Regions from separate parts of the Mus musculus genome. Here regions 1 and 3 are each linked to region 2. A link is a contact called in public Hi-C and HiChIP or PLAC-seq data. All regions are on one chromosome and are shown on one strand. Each heading gives the region's core, a stretch centred on a gene start, on an enhancer-like site or on the middle of the called end of the contact. The rest is flanking DNA. Distances are from core to core; before and after follow the strand shown.

What was found. A called contact is a pair of places that touch in the nucleus more often than the background predicts. HiChIP or PLAC-seq counts read pairs in DNA pulled down with a chosen protein or histone mark.
Region 1: a contact with region 2 is called in a Hi-C map of muscle stem cells, with 1.9 times the contacts expected there. The contact joins the enhancer-like site here to the promoter of Gdf6 in region 2. A contact is called at or near these places in 12 of 39 promoter capture datasets (the 3T3-L1 cell line, 3T3-L1-derived adipocytes, the HPC-7 cell line and 6 more), 4 of 484 Hi-C or Micro-C datasets (muscle stem cells, myocytes, uterus and 1 more), 4 of 115 datasets of contacts at active chromatin or transcription factors (embryonic fibroblasts, embryonic limb bud, fetal liver and 1 more) and 1 of 9 other capture datasets (embryonic stem cells).
Region 3: an H3K27ac HiChIP or PLAC-seq map of embryonic stem cells shows a contact between it and region 2, with 2.6 times the contacts expected there. The contact joins the enhancer-like site here to the promoter of Gdf6 in region 2. A contact is called at or near these places in 3 of 39 promoter capture datasets (the 3T3-L1 cell line, embryonic stem cells and hippocampal neurons), 4 of 484 Hi-C or Micro-C datasets (the HL-1 cell line, cardiomyocytes, embryonic stem cells and 1 more) and 4 of 115 datasets of contacts at active chromatin or transcription factors (craniofacial prominence, embryonic forebrain and embryonic stem cells).

What each region holds. Positions count from the first base shown.
Region 1 is chr4:10,252,052-10,256,222 of GRCm38.p6, reverse strand. No RefSeq gene overlaps it. Among named protein-coding and RNA genes, the nearest start is that of Gm35008, 110 kb to the right of the region's middle. Within about 2 kb of position 1,897, at least 3 of the 459 cell types and tissues checked have an H3K27ac peak or open chromatin away from gene starts, as enhancers often do. A contact at or near this core is called in muscle stem cells, where this site is marked.
Region 2 is chr4:9,843,104-9,846,902 of GRCm38.p6, reverse strand. Gdf6 (growth differentiation factor 6) reads right to left here and starts at 2,531. Exons shown (of 2, transcript NM_013526.1): 1 at 2,011-2,531. The coding sequence starts at 2,425.
Region 3 is chr4:10,309,676-10,314,066 of GRCm38.p6, reverse strand. No RefSeq gene overlaps it. Among named protein-coding and RNA genes, the nearest start is that of Gm46879, 98 kb to the left of the region's middle. Within about 2 kb of position 2,011, at least 7 of the 459 cell types and tissues checked have an H3K27ac peak or open chromatin away from gene starts, as enhancers often do. A contact at or near this core is called in craniofacial prominence and embryonic stem cells, where this site is marked.

The sequences.
Region 1 (4,171 bases), core at 648-3,147, 410 kb before region 2:
GAGACAAAAGAGAGGATTAGAGAAAGTTCCAGAACAAAAGCAGCTATAATTTAAAAGAGCCAAATTCTCCTTAGGTACAATTTAATTTTCTTCTTGACTAATACTAATTTTTTCCAATGTAGTTGTGCATTCAATTCTGTGTAAAGGCCTCTTCTCTCTCTTATGCTTACACATATGCAGATGTGCATGTACACACACACACACACACACACACACACACACACACCACACAGAGAGAGAGAGAGAGACAGAGAGAGACAGAGAGAGACAGAGAGAGACAGAGACACAGAGACAGAGAGACAGAGGCAGAGACAGAGACAGAGAGAAAAAAAGAGGGGGGATGTGCAAAATGCAATCATGTGCGGAAATGAATAAGCTTGATTTTGGTAGTCATGTTGTAATGTCTTTGTATATCAAAATACTATATTGTACACTTCTAATATACACAATTCTATTTGTCATACTTCAGCAAAGTTAGGTCAAATGGGTTACTGAAGTTATGACTTTAAAAAGCAAGGACACTATTTCCAAAAGAAGTTATCAGATCTGAAGAAAATGTCAGTGTGCTTACCTATTCTTCCAAATAAACGAGGACACCCATATTTTCTGCACATGGAAATGTTGCTTTTGGTTAGTAAGCATTTTGGAAGAAATCACTTTTAGCATTGTGCCTCGCTAGCACAGACCTTTAGAGAGAAATCAAATCATGACAGAATTCATAGATGTGGAGTTGATAGTAGGTGGGTCTCTGTATGACGGGCTTCCATGTCAGGTTCCAGGTATGTGCTCTGTGTGGAAAGGCACATGAAGCTCTTATTTACTAATTCTGTGGCTTTATGCAGGTCACTTCACCTTCCTGGGTCCCAGTTTCATCTTTAGTAAGATAAACATGGTGATAAAATCTGCTTTATAAAATCATCGATGCTGCTTGAACAAGTAACTATGTTTAAAGTTTTCAGTAGTGCTTTACTCGAGACCATGTTCCATAAGAGGAACAACTGGTGAGAATGGCAAATACTATTACAAAAGTGAGTCTATTTTTCTACACACACAACACTGATTTTCTGCTATTTTGGGACTAATGGAGGCATGGATGCTAAATACAACCTCTTCCCTACTAAGCCTACAATTGGCCTTTCATAACCTTCCGAGGTCCTTTCAAAACTGGGTGCACATCTATTTTATGTGTCTCTATGGAGTCATGCTCTTGCCATAGCAATGTGGCTCAGGAAAGGGAAGTTTCTGTCTGTTTATTTGTCTCTACTTTATTTGTCTCCACGGTCTCTTCTGCCTCAGGGATCGGATCGTATTTGTCTGTATTTCCTGAGAATTTCACATGGTGCCTGACATAATATTTAATACATATATGTTAAGTGGCAGGGAAGGAGGGAAGGAGGGGGAAGAAAGGAAGGAAGGAAATAATGAAGGATGAGATAGGAGGGAAGTGAGAAAAGGAAGGAAAGAGAGGAGAGGTGAGCAGAGGTGCTCTGGTCCTGCCAATTTAACATTTCTCTGAGTTTGCACACCCTCTTCCTGCTCCCTCCTCTGTCCCTCCTGTCCCATAAAGTAGAGGGAAGTTTGAGCAATGAGAATGTTTTACTTACCCCAAGTCACCACTGCAGAAATCCATTGCATTACTGAGCACTGTTAATGGGTTGGCCCTGGTTCAGAATATACGGTTTTTCTGTCCCTGCCAAGTAGGCTTCTGCACATGGAGCTGAGAGGCTGTCTTTGCCCACACCTGTCTGGCCCAGGGAGCTTGCTGGGCTGTCAAGGGGAGAGCCGGGCATTGAGAAAGGCTGATGGGCTTTGACAAAAAAAGAGAACCGGGCACACAGGTCTCATTTATAATCCATCCCAGCTGCTCCTCTGTTGGGGGAAACTGGCATTTTGTTTTGTTGGCCCCTTTTCCATCAGGACAGCTGTGAAACCCTACTCAGTGAAGTAATCGCAATAACAACCACCACTTTGCATGTTGATGCCTTTCTTCCAAGGAACTCAAAGTTCTTTGGAGACATAACCTCATTAATCTAGCCTGCATGAAGTGGCTGGTGGGGAGGGGTAGGACTTCTTACTCATATAGCCAAGGCCGGGGGATTTAGGAAGGGAAAGAATACAAGAAAAAGAGATGCCACAGCTAAGAAAGATAATGGATGCTCTCCATTCCCTCAAACCTTACTCTGGGACGAAGAACACTTGCCAGAACAATACTCAGCTATGTGTGCGAGAATATGACACTATATGCTCAATGCGCCCCCTCCCAAAGGAAGAGAATTGTAGAGTAGAAGTTGGGGAAGCTGATTTTTAACCCTGATAGTGAACACTAAATAGCTATGCACCTATGAGCTGGCCCCACCTTTAGTTCAGTAGTCTCATATTAGATTGTGTGACCTGAGGCAATGTCAAATGAGCAGAGCCAGCAGTCTGCAGACAGATGCCTGTCTCTTCTGTGTTGCTCTGAAGTACAGGGTTTCAGTTTTCTTATCTGCGACATGATGAAGTCAGACTGTATTATTTTCAATGTTCTCTTCAATTCTAGTTAAATTCGTGATTCTAGAATGGGAGGCTGAAGAACCTCAACCCTAATTGTGTTTATACCTTAGGAAAGCCAGCATCCATTGATTTCCTGGTACTATCTCCAAACTCATTAGCTCCTGGAAGTAATAGTATGCAGCTTCTCACAATTGTGTGATCTGCCTAGGAAACAGTGGTTTCACAAAAGTGCTACAAGATGTGTGGACTCAGTATAAGGCTGAGCTAAAGGCTGGGCTGAGCTGGAGCATCTGGGGTGGCATGGCTTCATTTTGCCATTCTTTCTATGCCGTGACCCAAAGCAACACTTGATGCTGTAGGTTGGACCTTAAATGTCCGCTTCAGGCACACGTGTAGGATTGGTTTGCACTGTGGTAGTATTGAGAGGGTCGGGAAGGTTTAGCTCATTGGGAGGTAACCTCAAAGGAGACTGTGAGGTGCCAGTCCTTCTCATACTCCTCAGTCTGAGATGAATGTTTTGATTCTGCTGCTTACTCCCAGAATGCTGTGCTGTCTTACTACAGGCCCAAAACAATTAGACCAATTGATCATGGACTGGATCTTCAAAGCAGAACCCAAATAACCTTTCAACCTACAAGTTGTTTGTCTCAGTTGACTTGCATCCATCTTCACTTGTTGGTGATAGTGCTCCATCACGAGGACCCAGTGCTCAAGGCCTCATGGGCTTTTCCTGCATCAGCCCATTGCTTTCGTGTTTGTTGAAGCAAGTTACATGACCTACAATCAAGGGTATGGGAGATAGCATAGGGTGCTGGTATAAACTGAAGTATGTCTTCAGAGATCCCAATTACCAGTAACTTATAATGTGATCTTATTTAAAAATGACTTTTCTGATATGTTCTTGCTGATATGTTATTGTCCTGGAGGAAAGTGGGTAAACTTATAATGTGATCTTATTTAAAAATGACTTTTCTGATATGTTCTTGCTGAGATGTTATTGTCCTGGAAAAAAGTGGGGCTTCCAAATCAGTGGAAATCAGTGAGGACACCCTGAAACTTCCAGAAGTGGAAAACAAGAACTCCTCCCTTGGAGTCTAGCCTTTTTGATCCCTTTGATTTCAGACGTACAGCCCCCAGAACTTAAGAATGTATTTTTTGAGGCAGAGACGGGCGGATTTCTGAGTTCGAGGCCAGCCTGGTCTACAAAATGAGTTCCAGGACATCCAGGGCTATACAGAGAAACCCTGTCTTGAAAAACCAAAACCAAAAAACCAAAAAAAAAACCCAAAAAACAAAAAGAATGTATTTTTTGCGTTAAGCTCAATTTGCAGGACTGTTTCAAAAGCAACAGCTAATCAATATAGGCATGAACACTGAGAGATTTGCCTAGTTGGGGACTACTAGCCTACTAGTATACCCTACTATCTGTCTTTTCAAGAAGCATGGATGCTCTGTCATATGGTTATTATGCAAAACTTAAGAAAATACAAGTGATAGATTATAAAAAAAATCCAAATGGTTTTGAGATTTTTACTACTGTCCTAAATCTAGGTCCTTTGCCATATGACTTTATTTGATTCATCCCCATTAAAGATAGCTATATGAGTTGACCTATTCCTATTGGTGGCCATGTGAGTTGCTTCATCAACCAGGACAAGAAATCCAGGCCATTATGTAA
Region 2 (3,799 bases), core at 1,282-3,781:
TCTGAGGTTGAAACCACAGTCTATCTGGCTTTACGACCATGGGTGGGAAACAGTGTTCTTCCCCTTTCCCCAAACCTCACCTCGTGCTCCTGCTTGAAGAACCCGCGGGTTCCCAGCGCGGTGCCTGAGCTCTAGGGTGTGTAGGTGCTGCGGTACAAACGAGGGTTGATGGGTGCTGGAGTCTTTGCAAGGTCTGGGGCCCCCAGAGACAGACAGCTTTTCATGCTTTCTGAAATTCCAAAGTCTCCTACCTTGGAAGAGCACACACTGTCCTTTGGTCCTGTGCCAAGGAACTCTCAGGGAGTAGTGAACCAATGAGGGTGTCTGCCTGGGGTAAAATGGGAGAGCCTGCCACTTCCCAGGAAAAGAAAAAAAAAAAAAAACGTACCCATCGCCTGGCAGCCTAGGCCTCTAGGATTTCTTCCCTTAAAGCAGTATTCTCTGACCTTCAGTCACTTCTCCTTTGGTGATGGCACTAGAGATGCCAGGTTAACAGAGAAGTTGCTGGGAGAGACTGCACTGCAGCGCGGTAGGAAGAAGCTGGCGCTGCAGTTAGAGTACCCAGGTCCAAGACCTAGTAGCAGCAATACGAAGAAGCCACGTGTCTTTGTAAAGGTGACTTTATTATTCCTAAAATCGTCATAAAATACAGCGGCGTTAATTTGCTATCGAGACCTTTCAGCAGCTCATAACCCAGCTGACCTCGGATTGTAGCTGAGTACCTGGCTGGGCCAGAACCTTGGCTGCGAAGAAAAGCAGCTTCCAGAAAGCTGGATGCTGGAGATTGAATAGAGCTTGGGGCAGGTGGGGGAGGGGGACATTAGCCTACTCTGGAAAGGTTCAAGGGAACAATTCAGGTAGATAGATGTAGCTGAGCAGACAATTAAGGTAGATAGATGTAGGTGAGCAGTTCCCTCAGCCCAATCCCGGGGACTCTTGAATTTCTGGGTACTTTCCTCTGAACCCGAACCTGTGGGTCTAGGAAGAGAGTCAAAGCTAAGTCTGGGAGTATGGGACGTACCTCTTACCTTCTCTGTACCTTCCTCTCAGCCCTTTGCTATTTCTCTCCTCCTTTCTTGCTTTTTCGGAATTACTTTTCCTCTCTAGGAGCCAGTGGAACTTTCCCCAATCTCTGAAGATTTCTCTGAGATGCTATGATTTCATTGCCCATGCTATGCTGTGGATCAGCGATAATAGCAAGAGGAGGAAGCTCAGAATCCTATAGACGGGAATGCATCCTGTCTGGCACAGGGGATGAGGGTAGGGTCCCGAGATGATCATCGATAGAAGGGTTGCCTGGCTGAGAAAGGTAGATGAGTACCGTCCTGTAGTACAGTAAGCACCAACAACTCCACGCTTTTATCAGTCCCAGTTTCAGCCCACCCCGAAGATGGTGGCTTGAAAACTATCATGTGTGAGACGAGGAAAAATAAAAACGGTGCCACAAGGCACTGGGTGCCCACCTGGCTGATATTTCCCCACACCCTACGCAGGACATCGGGTGAACCCACAGGGCTGCTGGATCTAGGCACTGCCTGACACCGATCCTAGACGGATTGACTACCTTGTGCTGGCTTTTCCTTGAGAGACAGGAGGCTCTCTAAAGCTCTCATGAATGCTCTAGGGCCCGCGACCCTCACAAGCTTTGGAGCCAGGGTCTCTCAGTCCTTTCTCTGACCCTTCTCCCTTTCCCTTCATTTGCTCATCACTTCTTTTCCTCTATGCTTCCTCTGCTAGCTACCAGACCATTGACCGCCGCGATGCTTTCGGCAAAATAGAAAACAGGAAGGAAAAGGAGAGAAAAAAAGTAAGAAAGTAGGGGAGAATTGCAGACTGGAGCAAAAAGCTGCAGCTGCACTCAGAATTGGGGGCTTGAGAAAAGTAAAATAGGGGGGAGGTGTCCAAAATGCGAAGGGAATTCACAAAAGCAGCCTCTTGCCAGAGCCTGGGTAGAGCTCTGGCTGAGGAGCTCCAACTGGAGAGGAGTCGGGCGCTTTCTTTGCCACTTACCCAGTCCTCTGTCTACAAAGCTAGTGATCGTATTAGCTGACTTGGAAGACTGGAAAAAGCTGGCATTGATGCCCAGCTTCTCGGCAATGGAGTAAGTCTTGTAGATTGACAGCATGTACTCGTGAGGCACCACGCGCAGCCCCCTGCCCGGCGGCTCCTGCCCCTGATGTTGTCCGGGCGGCCGCCGCCGGAGGTCCTTCTGCCGCAGCCCGTGCTCCGGGGGCGTCCGGCCCTCGGCACTCTCTTGTGGAGTTCGCTGCATCTTCCCTTCTTTGCGGTTCCCCACGTCTTTGGTGGAGTCCAATTCGGTGGAGGAGGAGGAGGACGAGGAGATGGAAGCCTGCTGGAAACCCGGCAAATCCCAGAGGAAGCTAATGAGGAAGATCGCCCAGAGAAGGACCCTAGGAGTGTCCATGGCGAGCGAGTGGCTAAGTTACTCGGAGAGGCGGCGGCGACAGCAGCGGCTGCGCCGGGCGCGAAAGGCACGGAGCGGCTGGACAGCGGCGGGGGCCGCGCTCCTCCTGCAGACTACGAGTGCGGGGAGCCGGGTAGCAGCTACACAAATCCAGGCCCTGCCACGCCCCCTCCCGCCCCTCGCCGGGAGGTGGGGAGAGGAGGGGAGAGCAGCGCTGCGGGGATAGGGAGGGAGGCGGGTAGTGCGGGCAGGAGGTGTGGGGTGGGGGGCAGCGGTGGGCTGTGGTGGTGGCAAGGTGAGAGCTGGAAGAGCCCCACGGGGTCCGGAGCGCCGACTGGGCGAGCCAGAGGCGAGCGCCTCTGTCCCAGGGTTGGGGAGCCAGAGCCCGCAGGCAGCCGCCTGCGCCGGGGACCGTCAGTCCCCACCAGCTGCTCGAACTTCTCCAGGGACCCGGGGGAGTGGCAGCCGCGGCGGCTGGCTCGGAGCGGGGGTGGGGGTGGGGGGCTGCTGCCGCAGGCTGCGCCCTGGCTCCGGGCAGTGGCACCCTCTCTTTGCCACCCTACCCTCCTAGCGGGCGGTTAGCACCCTCTCACCCCCCCCCCCCCGCGCGCCCACAAGTTTCATCCCTGAGTCCCGGAAGCCAGGCGCAGGGGCCAGTCCTTCACAGCCCCCTTCTCTTGGTAGAATGCTGCTTTCCACAAAGACCCGCGTCAATTCCCGACCTTCGAGGTCAGGCAAAGGCCACCAGTCTTCAGAGTTTGGACCGGTGCTCGGAGCTGCCGCGCTCTCCTGCAGGCCCCAGACTCTCCTCTCGCAGACCTCAATCTCTGGTGTTTGCTCCAGCTGCTTCATTTCTCTTTCGTGGGACCCCACACTTCTCTGGACCCTTAGGGGCTTGACTCCCTCTTCTTCTGCACCCGTACTTCCTTTTTCCTCTTTCCTATTGTCTTCAGGAATTAGTCCTTCCCCCAAATTCCTTCCCATTCCGATTCGATACCTCTCCTCACCCAGTCCCTGCCCCCCAAATATGCTTTTTTTTTTGGCTGTGGCCTCCCAACTCTCTGATCCCCACCCTCTCTCTCCCCCTTTCACCAGACCCCTCCCTGCGCAGCTCTACCCCAATCTGTTTCTCTTCAGCCCAGCCTCGCCCCATCACGAGTTTCCTTTATCTGTCCCCAGATTCCCAGTGTCTTCCCCGCCCACCGCCCCGCGGTTCAGGACGTTGCTAGGTTTGGCGGCGAAGCGTTGCTTCTCTCGCACAGCGCTCTAGACGGAAGTTGTCCAGAGTCTTTACAGGGTACTCACGCACCATCTGTAAACGTCCTCCTGTAAATTACTCCACTTATGGATTTAAAAAAAAAAGGGGGGGGGCAA
Region 3 (4,391 bases), core at 762-3,261, 470 kb before region 2:
ACACACACACACACACACACACACACACACACACACACACACACACACACGAGAGAAAGAGAGAGAGAGAGAGAGAGAGAGAGAGAGAGAGAGAGAGAGAGAGAGAGTTTTTAAATGTAGTTTTACCTTTATAGAGACTCAGCTGTGGTATTAAGGAATTTCTGAGCACTGAAGAACTTTATCTAGTGCTAGACAAAATAGTAGACACAAATCGTTATGAAACTTTTTGCTCACTTGAGGGGTGGGGGTGGGGGACTCCCAAGCTGCTCCAGAAGGACGTCGGGTTCAGCTTTGGGAATGTCTTGATGAAGTCAGCTTACTCTACATTCTGGTGGCACTTAAATGTTTTTCTAAATAATTTACTATTTTACAGGTTTTGTTATTGTTGTTTTGTTGTCTTTGTTGGTAGTTGGTTGGTTGGTTTTGTTTGTTTTTGAGACAGAGTTTTGTCGTATAGTCCTGGCCAGCCTAGAATTTGCCATATATACCAAGCTGACATTAAACTTGTGGTAATTCTCCTGTCTCTGCCTCCTGAGATCTAGATTTACAGGGATGAATCACCATGTCTTTCTAAAGGTTCTTTTGTCACTGTTATTTTTGTTTTCTTGTGACAGAGACTCATTTGGTAGCCTAGACTAGCCAGAGCCTGCAATTTTGCCTCAACCTTCTATTTGCTGGAATTGCAGGCCAGAAGCACAATATACAGTTTGTACTGTTTGTGTGTGTTTTAAGAAAAGAAAATCAAGTATTTTCCAGAAATAGTAACAGAACTTTAAGATAAAATAAAGTTCCAGCTAGGTGTGTCAGTATATATTTGAACCCCAGTGCTTAGAAAGCTAAGTGGGGAGGGTATCAAGTTCCAGGCCAGCCTGGACTACATAGTGAGTTTAAGGTCTCTGTGCTACATACTGATAAATGTCCTCAATAGCAACAGTATTGAGTTCAAATAAACCTGCTTTATGATAATGCCATGGTTAGTACCTTGATGGAGCTATCAATGCTCAAAGCCAACTGCTCACCAACACATTCCCAATACCACGGGCAACTTCTGATTAGCCCAGAAGGAGACAGACTGAGGCCCGTCTGATAGGATAACCGAAACAGCATGTCCTCTGCCTTTCAGTTATCTATGGTCAATTTTTAGTTTGGGAAACTTATTCTGAAGGAAGTAAATAAATATAGCCAACATTTGAAGACGTGGGTTGGGAAGAGGATGATAACCTACACCTTTCCTTTCAACCCCTATTCCACCCAATCCCAGAGCAGTATGTCTAACCAGAATCACCACTGGGCAAACCCATCCTCCCTCTGCTGAAAACAAGGGACTGTAGACAAACTTTCCTCCAGTAAGAAATGCCCTAATTTCTAGTTGTTGAAAGGCTTGCTGTGCAAGCAAAGTAAGCGTACCAGGTTATTGGATTAGCTAATTGAAATTAAGCAAATTAGTTCCCAGATCTTACTATCAGCTACCCAAGATGTTGGCAAAGCATGGGAAAATAACCAGAATTTTACAAACATTGCTTGCTACAACAGAAATAATCTGGTGATGGGAAATAAATCACTTCTGGGTTCCTGGGTTATAAAGGTCTCTCCATGAAAGGTTATTTTACAGAAACCTTTCGTGCTTTGGAAATTCCAGATTGGGTATTGGGAAGATACCTAACTCTGAAATACTATTTATGGGAACGTTGGTAACAACAATGGCGGAGGCTTCTCTGACAGATGCAGCACTAAATGCACCAGCCCTGTCTGCTCCCCTTCTAGCCACACTGTCACTGTGTGTGGGTATTCGCTCCAAGAAATAATTCTCACTTGCTAAGTGTGTAATTCCATCCATAGCGAGCCCCTGCTCCCTGCAGAAGCCTGGCTTGGCCAGGGGTTGAGAGATGCCTGATGATACCTCAGATTGTACTTTCTCTTGATTGAAAGCAGAAGGAGTCCCCTCCTTCTCGGCTTTCCTACTTATGGGCAGTGTTGCTCCATTTCCTGTTCCCTTCTGTTAATTCAGACCAGGACAGACACAGATCAGAATGAGGGACCCTGCATTTCGGCACCTCCTTGGAGCAGTGTTGATGGGAGTAAGTGTTTGCAGACTGGAGGTTCCTGTTTGGACTACCAGACGATGACTTTTCTATTCTTACCTAACCAATTCCAGGTCAGAAAATAGACACTGTACAGTTGCCCTGTTCAAGTCTGAGTTTCTCCCCCCCCCCCCCCTTGAAACATTGACCACCCAACCATCCTCACTCCTGGCTTAAAAGGAAATAGGGAATGGCTCATCTGGGTTTCAAATGAGATGCCCCTGTCCCTTTGTTCTGCTAAAATCAATCAGACTCTTACTGAGCTGGGGGAGGGGGTTCAGGTTACCAGGAGGAATGTGTTTCCAGAGGTGTTTGTTCTGAAATTTAAAAAAAAAATGTGATAATCATTACACGGAGAGCCAATAATTATAAGCATTTCCTTTTGGAATCACAGAGAGGAAAAAAATAGAAGCAACTTCAAGAAAAGAAGAGAAATTGAATTCTATCTGGTATGTTGAGGCACCTAGTTGGGCCTACAGCCATGCTACTGCTTGCTGGTGCATTTTGACTTTTTTGTAACTCTGATTGAATCTGCTGCACTGTTTTGCTAAAAGTACAGCTGAATTTGTCAAAAACATATTTTTTCCTTAAAGCAAAACACTAAGCTGAAACTGTCAAAAGTGCTCCGGTGTATTTTGACAGTCAAGAATGGAGGAGGCCATGGAATCTAGTTCCAGGAAAAGCTCAAGATTTTTTTTTTTAAAGGAGGGGGTGGCCAGGGCAGACCCCTTCAGCTGTCATGTGTCATGTCTCTTAGATAGTCTTCTCTTCACTGACAGAGGTCATGGCTGTTGCTTAGGGTTGCAGCAAGCAGTTCAAACTTAGTAGTAGGTTCTGTTATAGTCCATATTCTTGTGGGGTTTTATTATTTTATTTTATTTTATTTTATTATTTTATTGTGAATTCAAAGCAGGTGACTCAGCAGATCAAGTGGCTTTTATCTGGTCAACTCAGAAAAACTCCCTGGTTCTTTTCCTTTGCCATGTTACCTCTACACTTTTGAGAGGTAGTGAGATTTCTTTTTTTTTTTTTTTAATATTTTTTTCCATTTTTTATTAGGTATTTAGCTCATTTACATTTCCAATGCTATACCAAAAGTCCCCCATACCCACCCACCCCCACTCCCCTACCCACCCACTCCCCCTTTTTGGCCCTGGCGTTCCCCTGTACTGGGGCATATAAAGTTTGCGTGTCCAATGGGCCTCTCTTTCCAGTGATGGCCGACTAGGCCATCTTTTGATACATATGCAGCTAGAGTCAAGAGCTCCGGGGTACTGGTTAGTTCATAATGTTGTTCCGCCTATAGGGTTGCAGTTCCCTTTAGCTCCTTGGGTACTTTCTCTAGCTCCTCCATTGGGAGCCCTGTGATCCATCCATTAGCTGACTGTGAGCATCCACTTCTGTGTTTGCTAGGCCCCGGCATAGTCTCACAAGAGACAGCTACATCTGGGTCCTTTCGATAAAATCTTGCTAGTATATGCAATGGTGTCAGCGTTTGGATGCTGATTATGGGGTGGACCCCTGGATATGGCAGTCTCTACATGGTCCATCCTTTCATCTCAGCGGTAGTGAGATTTCTTAAGTGAATGCTATTTGCAGGTCACGTTAGGGGACCCTGAAACTCAACTAGATCCCATCTTCCTCAGGTCTCATGTTCTTGGATCTCTGTTCCCTTCAAATCCAAAAGGACTTGTCAAGCAAACCAGATCCCATTAGAAGGTCAACTCTGAGCTGCTCAGATGAAGGGAGTAGAGTAATGATGTCTGCGCTGTCTCCTACCTGCACCTCCAAAGGCTCCAACATCTAAATTGAACCTCCAAGCCCCTACATGATTCTGTTCTAAAGAAGCCTTGGTTTCTGCGTTGAAGTTAAGTTTACTCCATACTTTTGTGTGGTCTTTGCTGGAGCAGCACACAGGAACATCCTCTATAGGGTGATTAGCTTTGCTAGAGCACCCACAGAGATGAAAACCAACCCTGGAAGAGCAGTCCTGTTTACTGAGTATTTTCTTAGTGTGCTTGGCAAAGGCTATTGTTTGTATACATGGAAAAACTCAAAATAAAGATGTGATTAGTTCTACTTTGTAGGTGTAAAAACTGATTAGAGAAAGCAATTCCCCTCCCAGATCTCTTCTTTATTATTCTAATATGTACACATACATACATACACACACACACACAGACACGCACACAAGCGAATATAATGTACTGAGTTTATTTAGCTTTGCTTGTGTATGCATGCATCCAGAAATGACCACTTGGGACTGGACAAAGTATATGGAATTCATGCTAGAGCTCTCTGAATCACCCT